Regions from separate parts of the Sus scrofa genome. Here regions 2 and 3 are each linked to region 1. Evidence: chromatin contacts called from public HiChIP or PLAC-seq and promoter capture Hi-C data. All regions are on one chromosome and are shown on one strand. Each heading gives the region's core, a stretch centred on a gene start, on an enhancer-like site or on the middle of the called end of the contact. The rest is flanking DNA. Distances are from core to core; before and after follow the strand shown. Region 1 holds the start of MTMR4 (myotubularin-related protein 4). Region 2 overlaps TEX14 (inactive serine/threonine-protein kinase TEX14). Region 3 holds the start of SUPT4H1 (transcription elongation factor SPT4).

Region 1 (4,057 bases), core at 1,401-3,900:
GAATGAAGCAGAGACGATGAAGATACAGGTGGAAGAGAACGGGTGAGAATGGGAGGTGTTGACAGGCACCACTAACTTCTTCCAGGAAAGCATCCCATTTGCCGTCATTGGCAGCAACACCGTGGTAGAGGCCAGAGGGCGGCGAGTTCGAGGCCGGCTCTACCCCTGGGGCATCGTGGAAGGTAAAGCACTGAGCTTGTGACCAGGTGTCTCCTTGCCCTCAGTGGTTCACCCCACCCATGCCCCTGGCTGACCCCAGCCTTGCTATACAGTGGAAAATCCAGGGCACTGCGACTTTGTGAAGCTGAGGACAATGCTGGTGCGTACTCACATGCAGGACCTGAAGGATGTGACACGGGAGACACATTATGAGAACTACCGGGCACAGTGCATCCAGAGCATGACCCGCCTGGTGGTGAAAGAACGGAATCGCAAGTATGGCCAGAGGCCAGGACAGAGTTGGCAAGGGTGGGGTCCCGAGGGCAGCCTTGGGTGAGACCAAGCCCTTCCTTTGTTCTTCTATAAGCTCTGGGCGCAATTCAAACAGGTGCTGGGGTCCCCCTCGCCTTACCAACCCCCCATTTTCCCTTTCCCTCAGCAAACTGACCCGAGAGAGTGGTACCGACTTCCCCATCCCTGCTGTTCCACCAGGGACAGATCCAGAAACGGAGAGGCTGATCCGAGAGAAAGATGAGGAGGTGAGAGTAGTATGAGGTGGTAGGGCTGGCCAGCCCGAGAGGACCCCTGCTTAAGCATAAACCTCAGTGTCTCTTGGTTTGGGGACAGGATGATCCCTGGCCCTGGTATATATCTGGATCCTGGATTGGTGGATTAGTGGTTCCACCCTGGGACTTCATTATACTCAGGGCCACCAAGGCCCTGGCTCAAGGGATTAGAGGTTTCAGGCACTTTCCTAACATGATAGGACTCTCTGAAAGGTCCCATTTTGATGCATGTGCCTGTTCCAGCTGCGGCGGATGCAGGAGATGCTGCACAAAATCCAAAGACAGATGAAGGAGACCCATTAGCTGGCTTTCAGCCTTGAATATTTAAATCACCGCCTCTTCCTCCTGCTATGCCGGCCCCTCCCAGCACCAGCTCTACTCAGGCCTCTGCAGCTACTGCCACTTGACCTTACATCCCTGCTGCCTCCCCAGAGACTCAGAAGAAATAAAGTTTAACAAATCTATAGGTGGCTTCTGGTGTTTCTGTCGATATCTTTCCATCTCCTGGAGACCAAGAAGATCCTAGGACCCGTTTTGAAAGACTGCCAGAGGAGGGTGCTGGTTTTGGCCTTTACTAGCCAAGGGAGGGTGGGGAGAACCTTCCCCTCCAGAGGCAGGGTTTAGTCACCACCATCTTCCTGATCATATCTATCATGCATCTATTATCTGGGGCCCTGCTCATCTTTCCCACATACAGTACTTCCACAGAAGTTTTGGATTTGATACCTTGAGAAAACACAGTATTAATAGCCTCCCAGCTTTGTATTTCCTGATTTGGGGAATGGGATATTCAGAATTGAGCTCTGCACTCTAGGAAGCCTAGGCCAGCGCACTGAACAAATGTTGGAACCCCTGTAATCACCAAACACTATAGTAAGTGCCAGGAATGGATAAAATACAATCATTGTCCTGGAATAATTCAGTATTTATTTACCAAATATTTATCAAGCATCTATCTGCTAGGTTGCAGATACTGTTTTAAATCTTCGAGTTAAAGCAGTGAACACACATAAGGTTCCAGTTTTCCTGGAAGTTGCTAAATGTAGTAAATGTCCCAATGTCCTATGAAAAGACACGTGAAGACATTTTGGCCCCAGGGCCTGGTATTAAAGCATTCAGGCCCATTTCCAAACTGAAGCTATCAGTTGAGAATCTGAGTCAACTGTTCACCATTTCTGTCGGGTTGGTGGTATCGCTGGGACACGGCGACCTCCAGCGGCCACCCTCCGCCCTGCTGCCTGTTCTGGCTCCCCGGGGTCTCCCAAGGCAAGGGGAGGAGCCAGAGAGAAGCGAGAGAGGAGCCAACTATTCTCCACAGCCTTTTCAGACCAGAAGGTCGCAGCTAAGCTAGTGGCAGTCTCATTCTCATCTCTCAAGTGAGAGATTTTTACTCAAAACTGATGGCATGTGATTCAGGTCACGGACACCAGGGTCGGTTCGCGGATGAAAAGTGAGGTCCTGGAGGAACACGTCAAGGTGTCCGGAAGAAGGGAAAACCTCCCCCAGCCAGTCGAAGACCGAGAAGGAGCCTCAGGCCCTCAGCCCTCTCTTAGCTTTCGGGGTTTTTCTCCCGCTTCTGGCTTTGGGACGGACGATCACAGTGAAATCAAACCAGAAATGGTGCCACCGGGATCTATTTGAAAAGTACACCAGAGGCGGGGTGATCACCGGAAGTGGCTGTGAGAACGCCCCGCCTTCAATTGCGCTACCAGTAGGCGACAGACCGCCCCCACTTCCGGCCCCTGGAGCCTTAACCAGCAGCCCCCCTTTTACTGCTCTCCCATTGGCTGCTGCAGGGACGCGCTGTGATTTCCCATTGGTCGCGTCTTCTCTTCGGCGCCGCGCCTCCTCCCTGCCAGTACAGTCTTGTCTTCCGGCATCCGATAGGCTCAAGACTGGGAGGGCGTCTGCCCCACTTGACCAATGAGCGGTGTGAAGAGTGAGGGCGGCTGCTGCGTGGTGGGGGGCAGGGCGGGACTTGGTGTGGCTATTGGCCAGGGCGGGCACAGACCAGAGATAGGATTGGTTGGGGAGAGGGGCACCGTGGTGGGGGGTCGGAGCTGCGCGGCCTCAGCAGCTGCGGGAGACGGAAGTGGTGAGAGCGCGGCTTCGGAGGGTCGGGCGGACGCCGCCTGGGTGAGTCACCGTGCCCCATACACTGCCAGTCTGGGAACCGCAACGACCGCGTCTTGCCCGGCCCCGCCCCGGCCCCACCGGCTTTCCTGAGACCCGCCTTCTGTCATTCGGGGCTCCGCCTCCGAGTCTTTAGGCTCCGCCCCTAGAACCTGGGCACCTGAGCTCCCCTGTCAGCCTGACCCGCCTCCCCCCGTGGCCAGATACCCTAGGTCCAGGAACCCTGGGTCTCCCAGGCCTAGTTCTCGTCTCTCTCTCCCTCCGTTTCCTTGAGGCTGCTTGCCAGTGGGCGGTGAGGCAGCACCTCTGGCTTGCCGCTTGCTGGCTCCCCCATGAGGAAGGGTGGGCTGTGATCAGGGAGGCGGGTAGGACCACAGATGGAGGCTTTTGTAGCCGCAGCCTTCGGCAAGGCACACTCCTAGACTGCCTCTGAGCTCGAATAGCAGGCATGGAGAAGTGTCATTCAAACCTGGGCCCGGCTCCCTAAGTGGGCCCAGACGGCTCAACCTGACATGTCTGTTGCTTGGGCCCATTTGACGCTCACTGACTCTGAGGCCTGCACTGGCCTGATTCTATCCCCATTGTGTGGACTCCTCCCACTAACCTGCACCCCACTTGGTGTCAAGTACACTCAGCAGAACATGTCCAGCCCTGCTGCCTTCTGATCACAGGTTGTGGTCCCCTCCCTCTTGTCCTCTGCTCTGGACTCTGCCCCAGTAAACAGGTCAGGTGGGTGCTACTCACAGACTCAGAGGCTGGCCGTGCGCTCCTCTGGTGGATTTATGTTTCCACCAGGGCCAGAAATGAGTCCTGGCTGTGCAGCCTCTGTCTCTTCAGAGTTGGCAGGTCTTTTGCTCTCCCACAAAGAACAGGGTTTGGAGTGTTTTACTTCTCCTTCTGGGTCCGGGAATCGGGATGCTTGAGTCCTGCTCCAGAACTTTGTTGCTGCCTTCATGCTCTGCAGAATCACTTGTTGCTTTCTCCCCGTGTAGCTCCCACTGCCTCTGTCTGGCATGGTGAGTTGTGGAGAGACTGGAATCACTGTGAAGAAGGTGAATAAGAGTTGTGGGGAAGTTCAGGAGCAGATGTGTGGTGATGGTTTGTTGATTCTATGGTGGTGTTAATGGTGCTCTTTACTCTTGTGTTTCTCTGGGTCTTTACAGTGAGAAAAGGCAGCCAGACCCTCACCACGGTAGAAT
Region 2 (4,582 bases), core at 7-2,506, 130 kb before region 1:
TCTTAACCTCCTGAGCCACAAGGAGAACTCCGAGCAGAAGCATTTTGACAACAGAAAGTTAAGTGACTTAAACAGTTACGTTTCCCTTAGGTATAAAGTGTGCTCTTTGAGGAGAAGCTGGGACTAACTTTTGCCAGAAGTAAATGGGTAGGCTTCCTTTGAAACAGAGAAACCAGGAAGATCAGTCATTCAAGAGTGAACTTTGAGGAATTCCCTTTGTGGCTCAGCGGGTTAAGAACCCAACTAGTATCCTTGAGGATGAGGATTCAATCCCTGGCCTCACTCAGTGGGTTAAGATCCAGCGTTGCCATAAACTGTGGTTGTAGGTCCCAGATGTGGCCTTGTCTGGTCTTGCTGTGGCTGTGGTGTAGCCCGGCAGCTGTACCTTCGATTTGTCTCCTAGCCTGGGAACTTGCATGTGCCACACCTTCCACCCTTAAAAAGCCAGAAAGCCCCCCCCCCCCCAAAAAAAGTCAGAACGTGTGAGCAGGTAGTCCAGTCATGGTACAGAACCAAAAGGGGCTGTTTTCCAGGGCTGGTTCTAAGCCACCCAGTCCCCCTCCTTGCCTCAGTCCCAGTGACCTCTTCCCAGAGTTTGAAAAGGACAGCCTTGAATGTAACCTCTAAAATGTGCTAATCCCTGGAATCAGCGAGATAGTCAGTCACTAGCAAAGGCCAAGGCCCGCCCTTTCCTTTAGAGCTGGCAGAGGCGAGGCGGGATTTAGCAGATCAGTGGCCTGAATGCTTCGGGAAGTTGAAAGATGCAGGTTGTCATTGGCTGTCAGGCGGTAATATGGTAATTAGGTGTGGTTGTTTTCAAAACTGCTGTCTTCAGTTCTGGTTGAATGTTGAAAGGAGTGGGCAAGTGCTAGCGTTTGAGGGATTGTATCACATAAGCGATTTCTCGTTTTCCCAGCAGAGGCAGTAACGGGGGTGGGGTGGGGAGGGAGTGTCTCGCCCTCAGTGCAAAGTGGAGGGCTGGCCCGGACCCGGCCTCGGCTGGGCCTGTGTGGCTAAGACTATACTTTCAGGGATCATTTCTATAGTCTGTGACTGGAGAAGTTTCTCTGAACGTGTAGAGCACCCGAAACCACGAGGAGGAGACGCAGTGTTCTCTCCTGAGCGTGAAGCCGGCTCTTGGTGTTGCCTGTGCAGCTGCCACTTGCCCTTGATGATCGTTCTCCTCTCTCTGGTTGAGAGAGGCAGAGGGAGAGAACACCGTCTGAGTGGTTTTGTGATGTATCTTGTGTTGTCTGTGGTAGTGTTATTTTCCTTCCTGTGTTATGCTCAAGGTTAATCCTCTTGGCATCTAGGTTTGTGCAAAGTTCTTTGAATTTCTTGCTGTTTCTCTTTAGTTTCAGCCTGTATTTTATTTTGAGCTTTATAAGACAAGGAGTCTCTAGCTTTTTGTGTTTGGGGTGTTTTTCCTTTTCTCTTGATACTTGGAAAAGTGAGTTTTTTCATGTGTGTTTTTGAATCTTCTAAAATATTTCTTGGCTCAGCTGAGTTTTATTTTTGTGTCTTTTTAGGGCAGGAACCTCAGCATATGGAGGTTCTCAGGCTAGGGGTTAAGTCTGAGCTGTAGCTGCTGGCCTGCTACGCCACAGCAACATTGGATCCGAGCCTGGTGATCAAGCCCGTGTCCTCACTGTTGCGTGTCAGATTTGTTACTGCTGAGCCATGACGGGTACTTACATCATTTTTTATTACGGTAGAATATAGACTTTATTTTTATTTTGTTTTTGCCATATTTTTGTTTGTATTCTTAGCGTCGCGCCTGCGGACATGGACGTTCCCAAGCTAGGGGTAGAATCGGAGCTGTAGCTGCCGGCCTGTGATGGAGGCCTGGAAACAAACCCTCGTCTTCATGGATCCTGGTCGGGTTTGTTACCACGGAGCCACTACTAGAATTCCTTTTTTCGTCATATTTCTAATTATCCTGGATCCTGAACCCACTGTGCTGTCAGGGAATTTGGGTTATGCATACTTTAGGTTTCTAGAGTGTATGTTATGCTTCCATCTCCTCCATCTCTTACGGTTATTTCCTGTTTTGTGTGGCGTTGCTGTGGCTGCAGCTCGTATTCCACCCCTAGCCCGGGCACCTCCACATGCAGCAGGTGCAGCCCGAAAAAGAAAAAGGAAATGTAGGTCCCAAGATTAAAACAGGGGACTCCAGGGCTCCCACTGTGGTGCAACAGGATCGTCAGTGGAGCCACAGTTTAGGCTTAGGTCTTGACCGCGTCTCGGATCTGATCCCTGGCTGGGGAGCTCCATGTGCCATGGGGCGGCCAAAAGTGAAAAAACAAACACACGAAAAAACCCAGGCGATCCATGTAAAAGGTTTAATAGATAGGAGTTCCCTGGTGGCTTGGTGGGTTATGGATCCGGTTGTTCTTACATGTCACTGCTGTGGTGTGGGTTTGGTCCCTGGCCTGAGAACTTCTGAAGAAAAGAAGCAAAAGAAAAAAAAAAGAAAAAGAAAACCACAAAAACCAAACAAAAACGAGTTTGGTAGATGGGCTGGGATATGTTAAAGTACTTTAGAAATGGTAGTACTGTAGAAATTGTTTTGATTTTTTGGTTGCTTTTTATGGCTGCACCAGAGGCATGTGGAAGTTCCCTGGCCATGGAGTGAATCCCAGCCAGATGTTTTTAATCCACTGGGCTGACTGGGGATCAAACCTGCATCTCCACAGCAACCCAAGCTACTGCAGTCAGATTCTTAACCTACTGCACCAAGGCAGGGACCCCTTTTCTTTTTTTTTTCTTCCTCCTCGGTAAACAAGAGAAACCACATTTAAGTAATGGGTTTGTGTTGGTAGAGGGTGTAGCCACCTGGTAAGAAGTTTTTTTAAAAAAATAAAGTCTAGGAGTTCCCTAGTGGCTCATCAGGTTAAGGGACTGGCATTATCTCTGCTGTCTGTGGCTCAGGCCACTGCTGTGGTGTGGGTTCTGTTCCTGGCCTGGGGATTTCTGCATGCTGCAGGCTTGACCAAAAAGAAAAACAGAAAAAAAAATTGAAGTCAAAATCTACCTGCTGATATTTAAAAGATAGGACAAGAAGCTCCTGCTGTGGGACAATGGACTCCCAGGCATCTGTGGAGCTTTGGGATTCAGGTTTGATCCCCAGCCCCATGCAGTGGCTAAGGATCTGGTGTTGTGGCAGTTGTGGCATGGTTGTAACTGTGGCTTGGATCCGATCCCTGGCCGGGGAACTCCATCTGCCGAGGGGGGGGGGGGGGGCCAAAAAGATAATTAAAAAATAAAGATGATATAGTCTAAAGTTAAAAAATTTCAGCACAGGGAGTTCCCGTCGTGGCGCAGTGGTTAACGAATCCGACTAGGAACCATGAGGTTGCGGGTTCGGTCCCTGCCCTTGCTCAGTGGGTTAACGATCCGGCGTTGCCGTGAGCTGTGGTGTAGGTTGCAGACTCGGCTCGGATCCCGCGTTGCTGTGGCTCTGGCGTAGGCCGGTGGCTACAGCTCCGATTCAACCCCTAGCCTGGGAACCTCCATATGCCGCGGGAGCGGCCCAAGAAATAGCAACAACAACAACAACAAAAGACAAAAAAAAAAAAAAAAATTTTTCAGCACAAAAATGTACAAAATTACCTTTGAATCATCTTTCCTCCTCCAAAAACACCAAAATACCAGAAAACTACAATTTTTGTTACTTTACTCCTAATTTTTTTTTCTGCCGCTCCCCGGGCATTGAATTCGAGACAGGTCTTATACCATAGCAGCAGCGATACTGGATCTATAAACAAGTGGACTGGGCTGAAGATCAAACCACTGCTTCCACAGCAGGAACTCGGTACCACAGCAGGAACTCCCCTCAATTTTTTTTTTAATGGAGAGAATTGTTTCGAAATAAACCTTTTCGTTACACATTTAAAATTGGCCTGGATATGTTATTTGGGAAAAAAAAAATATTGCCCAAGTGAGCCCATTATACGCCCTTCTCATTCACACATGTTTGTAACCAGCAGAGTCTCAGAGTTCCCGTCGTGGCCCAGTGGTTAATGAACCCAACTAGTATCTATGACAACGAAGGTTTGATCCCTGGCCTTGCTCAATGGGTTAAGGATCCAGCGTTGCTGTGAGCTGTGGTGTAGGTCACAGACATGGCTTGGATCCCACCCACATTGCTGTGGCTGTGGTGTAGGCCAGCAGCTGTAGCCCTGATTAGACTCCTAGCCTGGAAGCTTCCATATGCTGCATATGCAGCCATCCCAAAAAAGAAAAAAAACAATTTGGGATCCTAGAAGGTTAAAATTAAAAAATAATCTCACCAACAGATACTGCACATCATATTTAAGAGTAGAAAACTAATTTGCTGTGCCCCAGCATGCTTTTGTCTTAAATTAGTCTGGACAGTGGTTTTAGAAACAGGAAAGTGGAGTTCTCCTTGTGGTTAAGAACTGGACTAGTATCCATGAGGATGCAGGTTTGATCCCTGGCCTTGATAAGGGGTTAAGGATCCAGCATTGCCGCAGCTGCACCAGGTCGCAGGTGCAGCTTGGATCTGGTATTGCTGTGGCTGTTGTGTAGGCCAGCTGATGCAGCTCCATTGGACCTGACA
Region 3 (4,368 bases), core at 535-3,034, 140 kb after region 1:
ATGACTGGATTCTCACTGCGGTTCCGTTTGTTACCTGTATTGTCATTGTCCTCATTTCAAACTCTCACTGATGACGCTTCACTGACTTTCTCTGTGACTCTGGGCAAATACTCTGTGCCTCACTTTTCCCACCCCTGAAATGGACCCACCTCACAGAGTGAAGTGTGTTCCAAAGTAGAAAGTGTGCAGTGATGGAGAACACCCTAACCCATCAGAGCCCATCGGAACAGGCATGGACGGGCACTGGCAGCACACTGGCCTTGAAGAAGCTCAGTTTCAATTTAGGAGGCCTGGCTGGGAAGATAGACCAGCAGGGCCTGAAACTATCTATCTATTTATTTTTTGTTTTTTTGCCTTTTCTAGGGTCGCTCCTGCGGCATATGGAGGTTCCCAGGCTAGGGGTCTAATCAGAGCTGTAGCCACCGGCCTACACCACAGCCCAGCAACGTGGGATCCGAGCCATGTCTGCGACCTACACCACAGCTCAGGGCAATGCTGGATCCTCGACTCACTGAGCAAGGCCAGGGATCAAACCCCCAACCTCATGGTTCCTAGTCCCATTCGTTAACCACTGCACCACTAAGGGAACTCCTGAAATTATCTATTTATATCCCAAAGCTCCAGTTCACATAAACACAAATGACTGTCCTCTGCCTACACATAGGACTAATGTGAGGATCAAGGGAGCTGGTGCTATGTCGGTAGGAAGAGTTCCACAGGGCCTGGACAGGCCTTTGCTCGCCTCCTGCCTCCTGCCAAAGTGCATTTTCCCTTTCCACTTCTCTGGGAAAGGCTTGGTTTTGTCTCATGCCCAGTTTTTTGGTTTTTCCTGTTTTTTTTTTGTTTTTTTTTTTTTTTTTTTTTTGCTTTTTGGGTCCACCCTCGCCATAGGTTCCCAGGCTAGGGGTCAAATCACAGCTACAGCTGCTGGCCTACACCACTGCCATAGCCACACCAGATCCAAGCTGCGTCTGCGACCTACACCACAGTTCACAGCAACGCAGGATCCTTAACCCACTGAGCAAAGCCAGGGATCGAACCCACAACCTCATGGTTCCTAGTCAGATTCGTTTCTGCTATGCCACGACTGGAACTTCTCTTGCCCAGTTTTGAATCTGAAAGCTTCTTATAAAGTGAAATGAGGGAAAAAAAAAAAAAAAAAAATCTCCTACAGATGATCTGAAGGAAAGGAACTATATAAAAGCTAAAAGATGCACAAAGCATAAATTATCAGCTGGGCCGAGGAAACGTACCAAGAGTTTTTAGAAATAATTGAATATGCATTTTCCGGGTGACAGCTCGCAGACCAGCATTCCCGTGGACGCAAATGGAAACCCAATCACGCTCTGATTGTTAGGAAGGAGCGGGGCGGTCTCTGGATTTCTTTTCGTCTCTGCAGAGATAATCCCAGAGGGAGACAGTGGCCCTACACTTTTAAGAGGGAAGACAAAAAAGAATCTCTGCTGTCATCTGGGATCCTCCAGGGAACCCGCGGGGCGGTGCCAGCCGCCCAGGTCAAATGGCCCGCGCGCCAGGATACCACCCGGGCCGCGGGGAGCCCCCGCGCAGGCGCCAACCGTGCCGCCCCTCCTCCTCGGGCTCCGCCCACAGGCCCAACGGCCGCTGGGCCTCGCCCCGCGCTCCGGCCCAGGTGGCGGGGGCGCGCGCCGGTCCAGGTGACTCTCCGCCGGCCCCGCCTCTAGACGGGAGAAACCATCTCCTGAGGCGGGGGGTGGGGCGGGGCCCGCGGCCTCCCACGCCGGAAGAGGAAGTCTGAGGAACCGGAAGTGCGTGTATTCTGGGCAAATCGCTGTTTACTTCCTGCGAGCGGCAGCTGTGGCTCATTCCGTCGCTGTTCTTCCTTGGAAGAGGATGGCTCTGGAGACAGTGCCGAAGGACCTGCGGCATCTGCGCGCTTGTTTGCTGTGTTCGCTGGTCAAGGTCTGGCGGGGACCTGGTTGTATGGGCGATGGGGGACCAAGCTGGGAGAAAGGGTAGGACAGGGCTCGGGGGGCGGTGAAGAGAAAAGATCCAGGCAGGGGACGTGGGAAGTAGGCCATCGCTTACGTGGATAGGAAGCCAGGCAGGTCGTGCAGCCATGGTCGCGGGCGGTCTCATAAGCCTTTGCAACTTTAGCTCTCAGTACAGGCCTGACCCTTTACAGACGTTCAGTGAACTTCTATTGGAGTTGAAGGACGCCGGCTAAGAGTCAGAGGAGGGTGGGAATTTCCAGCTGAGAGAATAGTGGGAGAAGGTGCCCGACCCCGAGGATACTAGGGAGAGGAATGGGTAAAACGCAGTTGGGAACAAAAGGAGTGTGAGAGTGGAAAAGGGCTATAGGAATGGTGGACGGGGGACTTGATGAGACAGAGCCAACGTAGGGAGCCTCGTGCTTGACCAGGTAGACTTATGAGAAAGCTACTTTTTCTTTTGGCCTTGTTCATGCTCCCCTCTCTCCTTTTTATCTCTCTCCCAGACTATAGACCAGTTTGAATATGATGGTTGTGACAATTGTGATGCATACCTTCAGATGAAAGGTAACCGAGAGATGGTATATGACTGCACCAGCTCTTCCTTTGATGGGTAAGTCCCTTTAGATTACTGCATTATCTCTACCCCATCAAGTAATTGTGGCCAAACTCTTGAGACCTTAATCCTAGTTGGTCTCAAAGTTATTTTGAGACACATGTCTTTGCTATCCAGAACCGTAGCTACTAGACGTGTGTGGCGTTGAGCACTTGAAATGTGGCTAGTCTGGGAGTTCCCGTTGTGGCTCAGTGTGTTGAGAATCCAACTAGTATCCACGAGGATTTGGGTTCGACCCACTTACCCTCGCTCAGTCGGTTAAAGAATCCAGCGTTGCCGCAAGTTGCAGCTTAGGTTGCAGAAAGTGGCTCGGATCTGGTGTTGCTAAGGCTGTGGTATAGTCTGGCAGCTGCAACTCTGATTCAGCCCCTATCCTGGGACCTTCCATATGCTGTGAGTATGGCCCTAAAAAAGAAAAGAAAAAAAGAAAAAAGAAAAAAAAATGTAGCTAGTCCAAATTGAGATATGCTTTACCTGTGATGTAATACTGGATTTCAAAGACTCAGCACAAGAAAAAAAAGTAAAATAATCTTGATTTTTGCATGTGTGTTAGTTACATGCCAAAATAATAATTTGAATATATTGGGTTAAATGAAATTAATTTCATTAATGAAGTTAATTTCACTTTTTCGTCATTACTCCTTTAACGTAGCTACAGAAAATTTAAAATGATTTGTGTGGCTTTCATTATTTTTCCACGGGATAGTTCTTCACTAGACTGTCAGCTCATTATTTGTAGGGACTGTATTTTGTGCACTGAGACATGGCATACAGGACCTGAAAGGTAGTAGGTGCTTAATAAATGTTGACTGCATGAAGAGCCTTTGTGAAAATGAAAGGGTAAATTTTGGCCCCAAAGTTGATGCCTTTAGATATCTTTAAGAGGCGCTTTAGAAAGGTTTTCCCTTGGTGAGATTGTCCCGTGGGGAAAAGGCAGTGAGAGAAATGTACGTTTCAGTTTTCCTTCCCTAAGGTAGGAGCCAGTATTCTTTGGGGGTTAAGAAAGTACTATTAAATTTCTTTCAGTCTCTAGGCTAATTAAGGATTTACATACAGACTGGCCCCAAACCAATACTTGCTAAAGTTCCTTCAAGGTGAGCCAACTTTATTCCTCCTTTGTTTGCCTTTAAGGAAGAGCAAAGGATTGGGCAGAGAAGGTGTCGTCGTGGAACTTTGTACACATGCCTGTGCACACGCAGATACTCCAGTCCTTTGTTCATTTGTTAGAGCCGTACAAATGAATGTACGCCAACAAATGAATGAAGAGACGCCCATCTGTGGCTGCTGTGAGAGACAGCAGGAGTTACCCATGGAGATTCTTTTTTTTTTTTTTTTTTTTTGTCTTTTTGTTGTTGTTGTTGTTGCTATTTCTTGGGCCGCTCCTGCGGCACATGGAGGTTCCCAGGCTAGGGGTTGAATCGGAGCTGTAGCCACCGGCCTACGCCAGAGCCACAGCAACTCGGGATCCGAGCCGCGTCTGCAACCTACACCACAGCTCACGGCAACGCCGGATCGTTAACCCACTGAGCAAGGGCAGGGACAGAACCCGCAACCTCATGGTTCCTAGTCGGATTCGTTAACCACTGCACCACGACGGGAACTCCGAGATTCTTAATAGTAAGAGAGACAGTGAAGTTTTACATGTTAGGGTTTTTTGTTTTTTTGTTTTAATCATAGTCAAATTCACGTTAAAAATTTTTTTTATAATTTTTAAGTGTAGAATTCAATGGTATTAAATATGTTCATGCTTTTCGTGTGACTTGTCACCACCATCCATCTCCA

The links. Promoter capture Hi-C pulls out the DNA fragments that hold promoters and counts their contacts. HiChIP or PLAC-seq counts read pairs in DNA pulled down with a chosen protein or histone mark.
Region 2: a promoter capture Hi-C map of fetal liver shows a contact between it and region 1, with 2.5 times the contacts expected there. The contact joins the enhancer-like site here to the promoter of MTMR4 in region 1. A contact is called at or near these places in 1 of 5 promoter capture datasets (fetal liver) and 2 of 2 datasets of contacts at active chromatin or transcription factors (alveolar macrophages and skeletal muscle).
Region 3: an H3K27ac HiChIP or PLAC-seq map of alveolar macrophages shows a contact between it and region 1. The contact joins the promoter of SUPT4H1 here to the promoter of MTMR4 in region 1. A contact is called at or near these places in 2 of 47 Hi-C or Micro-C datasets (both in liver) and 2 of 2 datasets of contacts at active chromatin or transcription factors (alveolar macrophages and skeletal muscle).

Annotation. Positions count from the first base shown.
Region 1 is chr12:34,769,908-34,773,964 of Sscrofa11.1, reverse strand. MTMR4 (myotubularin-related protein 4) reads left to right here and starts at 2,650. Exons shown (of 20, transcript XM_005668984.3): 1 at 2,650-2,861; 2 at 3,851-3,910; 3 at 4,022-4,057. The coding sequence starts at 4,056. SEPT4 (septin-4) reads left to right here. Exons shown (of 11, transcript XM_005668982.3): 8 at 86-182; 9 at 273-435; 10 at 599-698; 11 at 969-1,189. The coding sequence ends at 1,028.
Region 2 is chr12:34,896,030-34,900,611 of Sscrofa11.1, reverse strand. All of the region lies in intron 2 of TEX14 (inactive serine/threonine-protein kinase TEX14), which reads left to right. Among named protein-coding and RNA genes, the nearest start is that of TEX14, 78 kb to the left of the region's middle. Within about 2 kb of position 1,256, at least 62 of the 83 cell types and tissues checked have an H3K27ac peak or open chromatin away from gene starts, as enhancers often do. A contact at or near this core is called in alveolar macrophages, fetal liver and skeletal muscle, where this site is marked.
Region 3 is chr12:34,627,097-34,631,464 of Sscrofa11.1, reverse strand. It overlaps SUPT4H1 (transcription elongation factor SPT4), which reads left to right and starts at 1,784. Exons shown (of 5, transcript XM_003131646.4): 1 at 1,784-1,941; 2 at 2,477-2,583. The coding sequence starts at 1,873.